Regions from separate parts of the Gossypium arboreum genome. Here region 1 is linked to region 2. Evidence: chromatin contacts called from public Hi-C data. All regions are on one chromosome and are shown on one strand. Each heading gives the region's core, a stretch centred on a gene start, on an enhancer-like site or on the middle of the called end of the contact. The rest is flanking DNA. Distances are from core to core; before and after follow the strand shown. Region 1 holds the start of LOC108468848 (putative RING-type E3 ubiquitin transferase C3H69). Region 2 holds the start of LOC108469895.

The links. Hi-C and Micro-C count contacts between places; a contact is called where the count stands out from the background.
Region 1: a Hi-C map of leaf shows a contact between it and region 2, with 3 times the contacts expected there. The contact joins the promoter of LOC108468848 here to the promoter of LOC108469895 in region 2. A contact is called at or near these places in 3 of 5 Hi-C or Micro-C datasets (all in leaf).

The regions. Positions count from the first base shown.
Region 1 is chr8:20,239,856-20,244,087 of ASM2569848v2, reverse strand. LOC108468848 (putative RING-type E3 ubiquitin transferase C3H69) reads left to right here and starts at 1,611. Exons shown (of 8, transcript XM_017769709.2): 1 at 1,611-1,907; 2 at 2,411-2,498; 3 at 2,588-3,378; 4 at 3,749-3,818. The coding sequence starts at 1,897.
Region 2 is chr8:20,022,409-20,026,976 of ASM2569848v2, reverse strand. It overlaps LOC108469895, which reads right to left and starts at 2,882. Exons shown (of 8, transcript XM_017771000.2): 1 at 2,197-2,882; 2 at 1,979-2,061; 3 at 1,813-1,881; 4 at 1,648-1,706; 5 at 1,270-1,330; 6 at 1,124-1,177; 7 at 1-85. The coding sequence starts at 2,365. It also overlaps the pseudogene LOC108467528.

The DNA of each region.
Region 1 (4,232 bases), core at 362-2,861, 220 kb before region 2:
GCCAGAAAACTAGAATTCTGTGAACTGTAGTGCTTCGTTATAAACCCTTTTTTTTTGTCTGTTCCATCTCAGTACGTGTCTGACCAGTGGCCCTGAGTTTAGTCCTAGTCTTGGGACATAATTATGTGAACGACCGAAGAACAAACAAACAAAAAGTTTAAAACGATGGTCAGCAAGATATCTTTGTTTGTGGAACTGGGTTCAGGCCTGGAAGCTTTCTATCAACATTAAAACAAGTCACTATATTTGGAAAATTGTCTTCCATCACCAATAAGTTTCACCTATGTTTATTAGGATATAACTCAATCAATACAATACACAATAGATTTAAAATTAGACAAAACCCATATAAAGTATATACATATGAAAAAAAAGAGATCTGCATCATAAATACAAATGACGAGACTTAAACTCAAACTTCAAAATAGTGTGAACGACTTATCAATAATGTGTAGCATTTATTTGCATTTTTTTTCTTTGTTAATTTAAAGAGCAAGCAAAAAGGTGAACCAAATATCCCTTATTGTTAATATAATAATATTTTATTTTATTTTTATGACTTCAAAAATAAATTTTTATATAATATTTAAACTACTCATAATTTCAAATTCTTAAAGATGAGGATATTAGGTGCTTAAAATGTTTGAGTCCACAACCTTCAAATTATTACACCAACCGTATCAATCAAGAAAATATTTATTAATAAAAATTTAAATGTTAAATAAAATACTTTAATAATATAAAGCTAAGAGCTGCCACAATAAAATAAATGCATTGACATTCAATATTTAAGTATTTTCATTCAATTAGTGGCTAAAAAATTACAAATCGATTTGTATTCGTGTTGTCTTAAATTTTATATATTTTATTATTTTTTTTATTATTTAATAAGTTTTTAGGTTTAGAAGTTTTTGTCTGCTCTTATAGCACGGTTTTTAGTCTTGCTTATGCATGTAATATTAGCTCAAATTTTTTTTTGATTTTTACTAGTCTCTTTGGACCATTTGGGGTTAATTTTCTTATTATGTTAAGTGCTTGCAATCACTCTAGACATGTCGTGCTTGAGTTATGACAAAACCAATTGAAAACGTGTTGATGGAGTTTGTCATTCCCTATTTACGACGAGTATTTGTTATTTTCTTTCTCTCTAAATTATATGGTTATATCCATGGAATGAATTAATAGATTTAGCTTTTAAATAATAATAATGATAATAAAGCAAGAAGAAAAATTGGTTTTAAATATCTGACTGCATCCACTAATTGAACTATGAACTTGATTAGTTGGAGGTTTTAATAGTATAAGTTAAATTAAAAGAAAAGTAGAGAATTGACAAAAATAATAAAAATAAAAATCGAGATTTAAATAAATCAATTAAAACATATAAATGATAATGCTTTTATTTTTGACAAATAATTCAGTCTTTTTTATTATTATCTTTTGATTTACTTTCATCCTTGTTTTCTTTAAATACATATTTCATTATATTTGGTATTTTTTTACTATTAATAATTTAAAATTTTAAAATAGTTTCAACAATGTTAAACTAATTAAACTGAAAACCAAAATGATTTGCAGAATTATGAGAAGAGAAGGGGCCATTTCCATAATTAGACAACTTTTGCCCCCTTTCCTTTGCGTTTGACTCCGGTCTTGTACGGACAACCAACTCACCGCCAAATCAAATCCTATGTTTATGTGAATGTGTAACGTTGATGACATGTATGTTAGTTACAATATCCAGACTCTGAAAGAACCCACCTTCAATTTCGCTGATCCCCTCTTCCTTTTCTTTTCTTCAGCCATCTTTCAATCCAACACCTCCCTTCTTTTTTCTCTTTTTATAATTTTAATTTCTTGGCTTCTTTCATTCTCTGAATCAATCGCCCATTCTCCATGCCTAAGAGGTGATTTTCATCTTTCAATTAATCCCCTCCCCCCTTTTTTTCTTCTTCAAGAGTTCATAATTTTGTTTCATTTCATGTAATTTCATTCTATTTATCTGATGATTATGATGCTTTAAATTGTTTATTATCCCTTGATCATTCTCTTCCTATCCCTTTGAGGCTTCAATTTATTTTGTCCTTGGTTTCAACTCTTATGTCTAGCTGCAATCTTATCTCTCTGTCGTTAAGTATGGATTCTTTAATAACCATCCTGCTTATTAATGTTAAATTTTGCCGATATTTCCTAATTTTTTTATGAAATATTGGAAAATGTTTGTTTATTTTTTCAGCTTTTTCTGTATGAATGAATTCCCGGTTCCATTATTTTATGAATGAATTTTAGTTACTTATTTCGCTGTCTCACCAAAACTTCAATCCTGGTTCCATTATTTTGTGGATGATGTCAGGATCAATCTGGATGTAGACTGCATGTTTTGTAACTTTTAATTTTCTTATCATTTCAGAGTTCTTTGCAAGTTCTTTGCTCATGGAGCGTGCCTAAAAGGGGAGCATTGTGAGTTTTCCCATCAATGGAAGCACCCACCTAACAATGTAGGAAGTTTCCCTTCCCTTCGCCTTTTTGCATTTACCTGTTGATGATGCTTTTTGGTTACCTTATTCTTGTTTCTTGTGCATTCCAGATTTGCACGTTCTACCAGAAAGGAAACTGCTTTTATGGTAGTCGGTGCAGATATGAACATGTTAAGGCTTCTCAATCAGATCCATCTGCTTCGTCTTCATCAACAGCACCTCAACAATCTACATTATCAGATACTATGCCTTTAACTCCTTCAAAAACTGCATTTGTTGGGTCGGTTGTACCTCCAGCTGCTTCTAATAAGGTTCCTGGTTCCAGTAGAGCTTGCCTTGCTCCCTTCAAACAACCATGCGATTTGGAATCTGGGCCTCAAGATCCATCAGACAATGGTGAATCTATGGAGCCTAGGAGCACTAATCCGGTTGAACGTTCTATCTGCTCATTTGCTGTAGCTGGAAATTGTCCCCGTGGAGAAAAATGTCCTCATATTCATGGAGACTTGTGTCCCACCTGTGAGAAACATTGTTTGCATCCTTTTAGACCTGAAGAAAGGGAGGAACATATAAAAATGTGTAAGAAAAAGAAAAAATACCTTGATGCATTGAAGCATAGTCAAGAAATAGAGTGTAGTGTGTGCTTGGATCGTGTTCTCTCGAAGCCCACAGCAGCTGAACGTAAGTTTGGGTTGCTTTCAGAATGTGATCATCCATTTTGCATATCTTGCATTAGAAATTGGCGTAGCAGTTCTCCTTCGTCTGGAATGGATGTCAATACTGCCTTGAGGGCTTGCCCAATCTGCCGCAAGCTATCATACTTTGTCATTCCAAGTGTCATTTGGTATTGGACTCCAGAAGAAAAGCAGCGAATTCTAGATGGCTATAAGGCAAAATTGAGGTATTGTGATTGCAGTTCAATGCTTCTTACATTTCCTGCTTACATGCACTATTAGTTTAAGTTGTCAAAAGTATGTACATGTAGATATATATATATATATATATATTGATGGATTGTTTGGATGATTTGTAAAATCTATCTTATGATGGGGTGAATTAGATCATCTAATTTCCCCTCCATGCGAAGACAGAATCTGTTGGATTTTCAAAAAGAAATTGCCGTGTAGAATGTTTTTAGGCTGTGATCTGTCTTTCAAGCTTAGATACTTGAATAACGTAAGAGAAGATGCTAAACCTAGGATTTGTAGATTTGTATGACAAATTTACTTTTCTGACTAGTAAATCTCCTTTTTTGTTTTTCACCCTTGCAGGACAATAAATTGCAAGCACTTCAACTTTGGAAACGGGAACTGTCCTTTTGGTAATAGTTGTTTTTACAAGGTAACAATTCACTATTCGTTCTTCAATTCATTGCAAAACCTATAAATTTCTTTTTCTAGTACTTTTAAATGTATGCCTTCTTGGATCTTATCAACTCTAAGCTGTTTAGATGTTAATTTTATATTATAGTTCTCTGTTTCACCATTTTCCCTGTCCCCTTCTTTCTGGTGATTCCTTGTCCTTTTCTCTTATTTTTGTCACTATGATTGCATAATGATTTAGCTGGTTCTTAGCCCAATCTCAACCATGATATCTAACAATTTCACTTTTATTTGAAGAGATCGACTTGGGAAAATAAGTTTGGTTGTACTTAAAATAACATTTGACAACCACTGGATTTTATCTTAATTTCCTAAAACAAAAGTGCCATTAATAGAGGGTAAGAGGAACAAAGATGAGCAGTGGGTGATATGG
Region 2 (4,568 bases), core at 1,633-4,132:
TTTTGCAATCTAACAACACATCAGGAGGCAGGCCACAAGTTTCTGAGCCGAATATCAAATAATCACCTTTTCTATACGAAAAGTCCTGCAACACACAATGTCAAGTTATAATTAAAACTAACCCTTAGGATGCAAAATTAACTTTATCATAGTCATTGGTCGCCTAAGAGCATAATTTAACCGGAGCAGTCCATCTACTATAAACATGAGCAATTCAGTTTTAAAGTAAATGGGTAAAATTTCAAATGAAAATAACCTTAAATAGTTAAAAATGCTTATTTTCATGTTTTCAAAAACCCAAAATTCTAACATTTTTTAAAACATGATAACTACTAAATTGCTTAATTCTTTTCATGTCACTTAAAACACAATAAATCAGCAATTTTAATGTTCAAAGTTAAAATTGCTTACGATTTTCCTATTTGCTTTAAAATTAAATGTACAAGAACTAGGTTCCTCACTTTCATAGTAGAGTGACTGATTTTGCTCCTAAGCCTATAGTGCCGAGACCAGCTAGTTAGTTAAGTTTAACCTAAATTTTCCGACTCTCCTTTTATCTCGTCAAAAAGGTAGAGAAACAAAGTCAGTGTCATATTTTCACATTCATTCTCTTGCAGTTGCAGTGAATTCAATGATTTTCTAGTTACAGAAAATTGTCATTTGGTAATGATAATCAAAGTTAGATCAGTTTATTCCAAGTCATGAAAGATTGGAACACTCGTTGCAACCAAGAACAGACTAGCCCTTGTTTGAATTCATTGACAACCAATGCCTCTGCATGGTTCCAAAGAATTATAATGAGCACCAATATAGTACTTAGATGGCTATCGTCCAACATAGGATAAATGCATAGATAGATCAACTTTAGCACTTTGCTTGACCTCTTTACAAGATATTTAAATGAGGGCCATAAAAGATTTAGAGACTCTAGGCTGAATGTTTATCAGGAAACTTAATAGTATGTTAAAGATTGCAACCTAAGTGCTAGCAATTAACAGTAACATAAAACATAAGGTGGAAAAGAGCATCAAGTGATGATAGCAAGACAAAGAAAAAAAAGAAGAAGATAATTCTAGCATTCCAAATGGTCATATCATAGAGTATAAAAAGAAAGAAAGCATACTGAATGAATTGCTGTTCCTCTTTTAGTAAAAGCCAGCAAACGCTTATCCCCTTCCTGTATCATAGGAACAAATATATTTGGAGGAAATTAATGACAAAAGATAGGGAGCATTTCTAATCCATTGTTGGGACAGGAAGAGAAAAAACCTGTTGCTTGAAATAGTTTTGAAACTCCGCCCATGAGCCATGTATTCTAACAATAACATATCTGACATCAAGTTATTGGTCAAAACAGGAGAGTAGGAGATATTTCAGAGTTGTAAGGAAAATGAAGTGGATCAAATGCGATTTGGGTCAATCTTTGTAAACTATGCTAAATGGGAAGCCTTTGAGGCTATAATTTATATATGAAAACTTGTTTGCGAGGATAGAAAAATATATGCCAAACTGTACTATGAACTGATGAACAATTAGGAAGTGCCCAATTTGAATAGAATCTTAAATTGAAAATAGAGAGAAAGGGTGTCCATGCATTTCATTCAGCAGGAAAAAAGGTATCTAGAGAACACAAATATGGGAGGATACGGCCAGTAATCCAGTCCAGCACGTTTTAATTTAGTATCATCCACTTTAAATCCTAATGGCTGAAAAAATACAACAGCAGAAGCATCTTAAATAAAAGGTCAAGGTTGGCAAAAATAAGTAAAGTAAAACAAAAAAGAGAGAAGAGAAGAGAAGAGAAAAAGATACCCCAACAAGGTGAAGGGCAACAGCTGAGGCAGCGCATGTTCTTGCAATGCAACCTGCATTTCCAGGAATCTGAAGGGATGGGCAAGGGCAGAAAAGGGAAAACAATTAAGTAGAGGTGCTTGTATATGAGCTAAAACACGTTAAAGATGAAAAATACAGTAGATACCTGAGGAGAAACTAAGACGACTTGAAGCAATTTTTGTTGGGGGTCAGGGGCAGGCAGAGAGTTGTTCCCATTTCCTGTTTCAACTTCAGCAACAACCCAGCCCACAAAGAAAGAAGATTAAGAAAGGCAGTGAACTTAATTAATTAAGAAACTTAATTAATTAAGAACAAAAAACAAGCATATATACATATATCAGTGGAGAGAGAAAAGGGTCTTACTCTTAGTCTTAGTGTGAGTGTCAGCCCTGGTATTAGAGAAAGAAGAGAGGCGTGGTATGCGTAGGGAAGAAGGGCGAAAGTTTGGGAACAAAGAAAGAGAAGAAGTATTGTTAATATGTGTTAGGCTTTGAAGAAGATGGGATTGGGAATAATATGGGACTGCTCTCATTCTTGCTCTTATGCTCAAAAGAGAGACAGATACCAATGCAGATAAAATGCTACACCTATTGGGTTTGACCTTTCTTTCTCTCTGGGTGGGATCACTGGATAACTTCACTAATACATATTACTTACTAATTACTATCACTAAGTAAATAACCCAGTTTTTCTTCTTCTTTTTCTCTTTAACCCTCTTGGCCTTGGCCTGCTACCTTTCCTAATGTCCTCCTTCCTTTATAAAACTAAAAAATAAAATAAAATAAAGGGTTTTTCCCTGGTTGGAAAGGTAGGCTGGGTGGCTCAGATCAAAACGACGATTCCCTCTGCCTCTTCCACTCAATCTTAACAAGATACAGGTCTCCTTTCTTTTCCTTTTTCTTTGCTCAATCGAGAGATCGACTTGAACTTGGGCCGCCTCATCCGCCAGAAGAGTTTAAGCAAAATACGAGAGATTCGAAAAATAGATTTAAATGAAATTTAAGATCATTTTTTATATGGGTTAGATTTTGAGTAAATATTTTCTCCAGACCCAACCCAATGTTATAAAATAATATTATATTAATTATATATATTAAATAATAATTATATATATTTATATTTATATTAAATTATTAATTCAATAATTATTGTACAAAATCTAAGAAAATAATAATTTATATTTAGTTCAATAAAATATTTATTATATTTATTTTAATTTTTAATATAATAAAACATTTAATATAATTATTTTTAATGTGTTAAAAATTATTTTAATCTTTAATTAGATAATGAATTAATATTTTTTCATCTAAATTCTATTTATTTTGAGTCAGATAGTGTTGGTTGAGTTTATTTTACCATTACTCTAGTACTAATTTATGTGTTTTACCATTGCTCTAGTACTAATTTATGTTATCTATTTTAAAATAAATTGTATTGATATAACTCCTTCATTAATTTTTTATTCATTCATTTTAGAATGCCAAACAATTTTTCTATCTTTTAACTAGTGTATTATATTTTTAAAAAATTAAATATGAATAAATCAAGTCGGACCGAATTTATTTTTTTAAATCAGAATAAACTTAAACAAAAAAATAAATCTATTTTTTAAGCTAGACCTAGACTTAAAAAAAATAATATAAATACTTTATATAAACCCCACCCCACCCCGCCCCACCCCAACCCAACCCATCAGCGGCTAGATCGACTGCGTCCCTTTTATCCTTTGTTTTATTTTCTTAGTTTCAGTTTATCTGTATTAAGAATGCTTTTAATTGTTTTATTTGGGCGTATCGGATGCTACCCATGCTTCATATCTCTGCTGTTAATTTACGAAGAATTATGTCCAGCTAAATGCTAATGGTTTATCTGCCCTTTGGGTTTTTGGATGGAGAAAAGTCAAATTGAAGTGTTGTTTATCTGACTGATCAGACACTGGTTATCCTCAAGAACTGGGAATTTATCGATGTGCCTCTTTAGTTCTCAATTCTGCTTTTGCCAAATGTGTGTATGTTTTATTTGAAGGGTGAAACATCTTGTGTAAATGTAATACCATCTCTTACTCTTATTATAAATTCAGACCTTAAGACCCACCGCTGCAATATCTGAATAGCTCAGAGCTTTTACTTATCCAGCAAGTGTTGTTGGCTCTTTCCCCATGGAGAAAGGAGTGCCATCTAGCCTTTTTGTTAGTTATGGTTCCTTTATGGAGAGGTTTAAACAGCTTCAACAACAGAAGGATGAAAAAGACAAGGCTGCAGCTTTAGAAGAATCTAAACCCCCCAAATTTGTAAAAGGGTCTTCAGCTTCCAAACTTGCCATTGCCCCTAACAAAATAGCCATGAATGTAAGCCCAGTGATTCACATAAGAACACCAAAATTTCTTCCGGAGGCAAACTTGCATTCAGCTTGAAGCAGAAACCAACGCTCGTGGCACCTCCTCTCAAGTTGGCTGCAGATGATGATGAGGAGGAGGACCAAGCTGCAGGGAAGTTTTCGGATGACAGACCACTTAAACGGAAAAAGTTGGGTCTATCAGATGACTCTGGACAAGGATAAAAAAAGTGGATGGTGGTAATTTCTGCTTTTATCTATCTTGTTGTGTTGCTTTTTATGACTTGGTAGTCCTTTGGGAGTTTACATGCTTAGGCTGCATGTCTGATACGATGCCAAGTTTGCAACTAGAATGAGTTCGTGAATATTTGAATTACTAATCTATATTTGTTGTTATG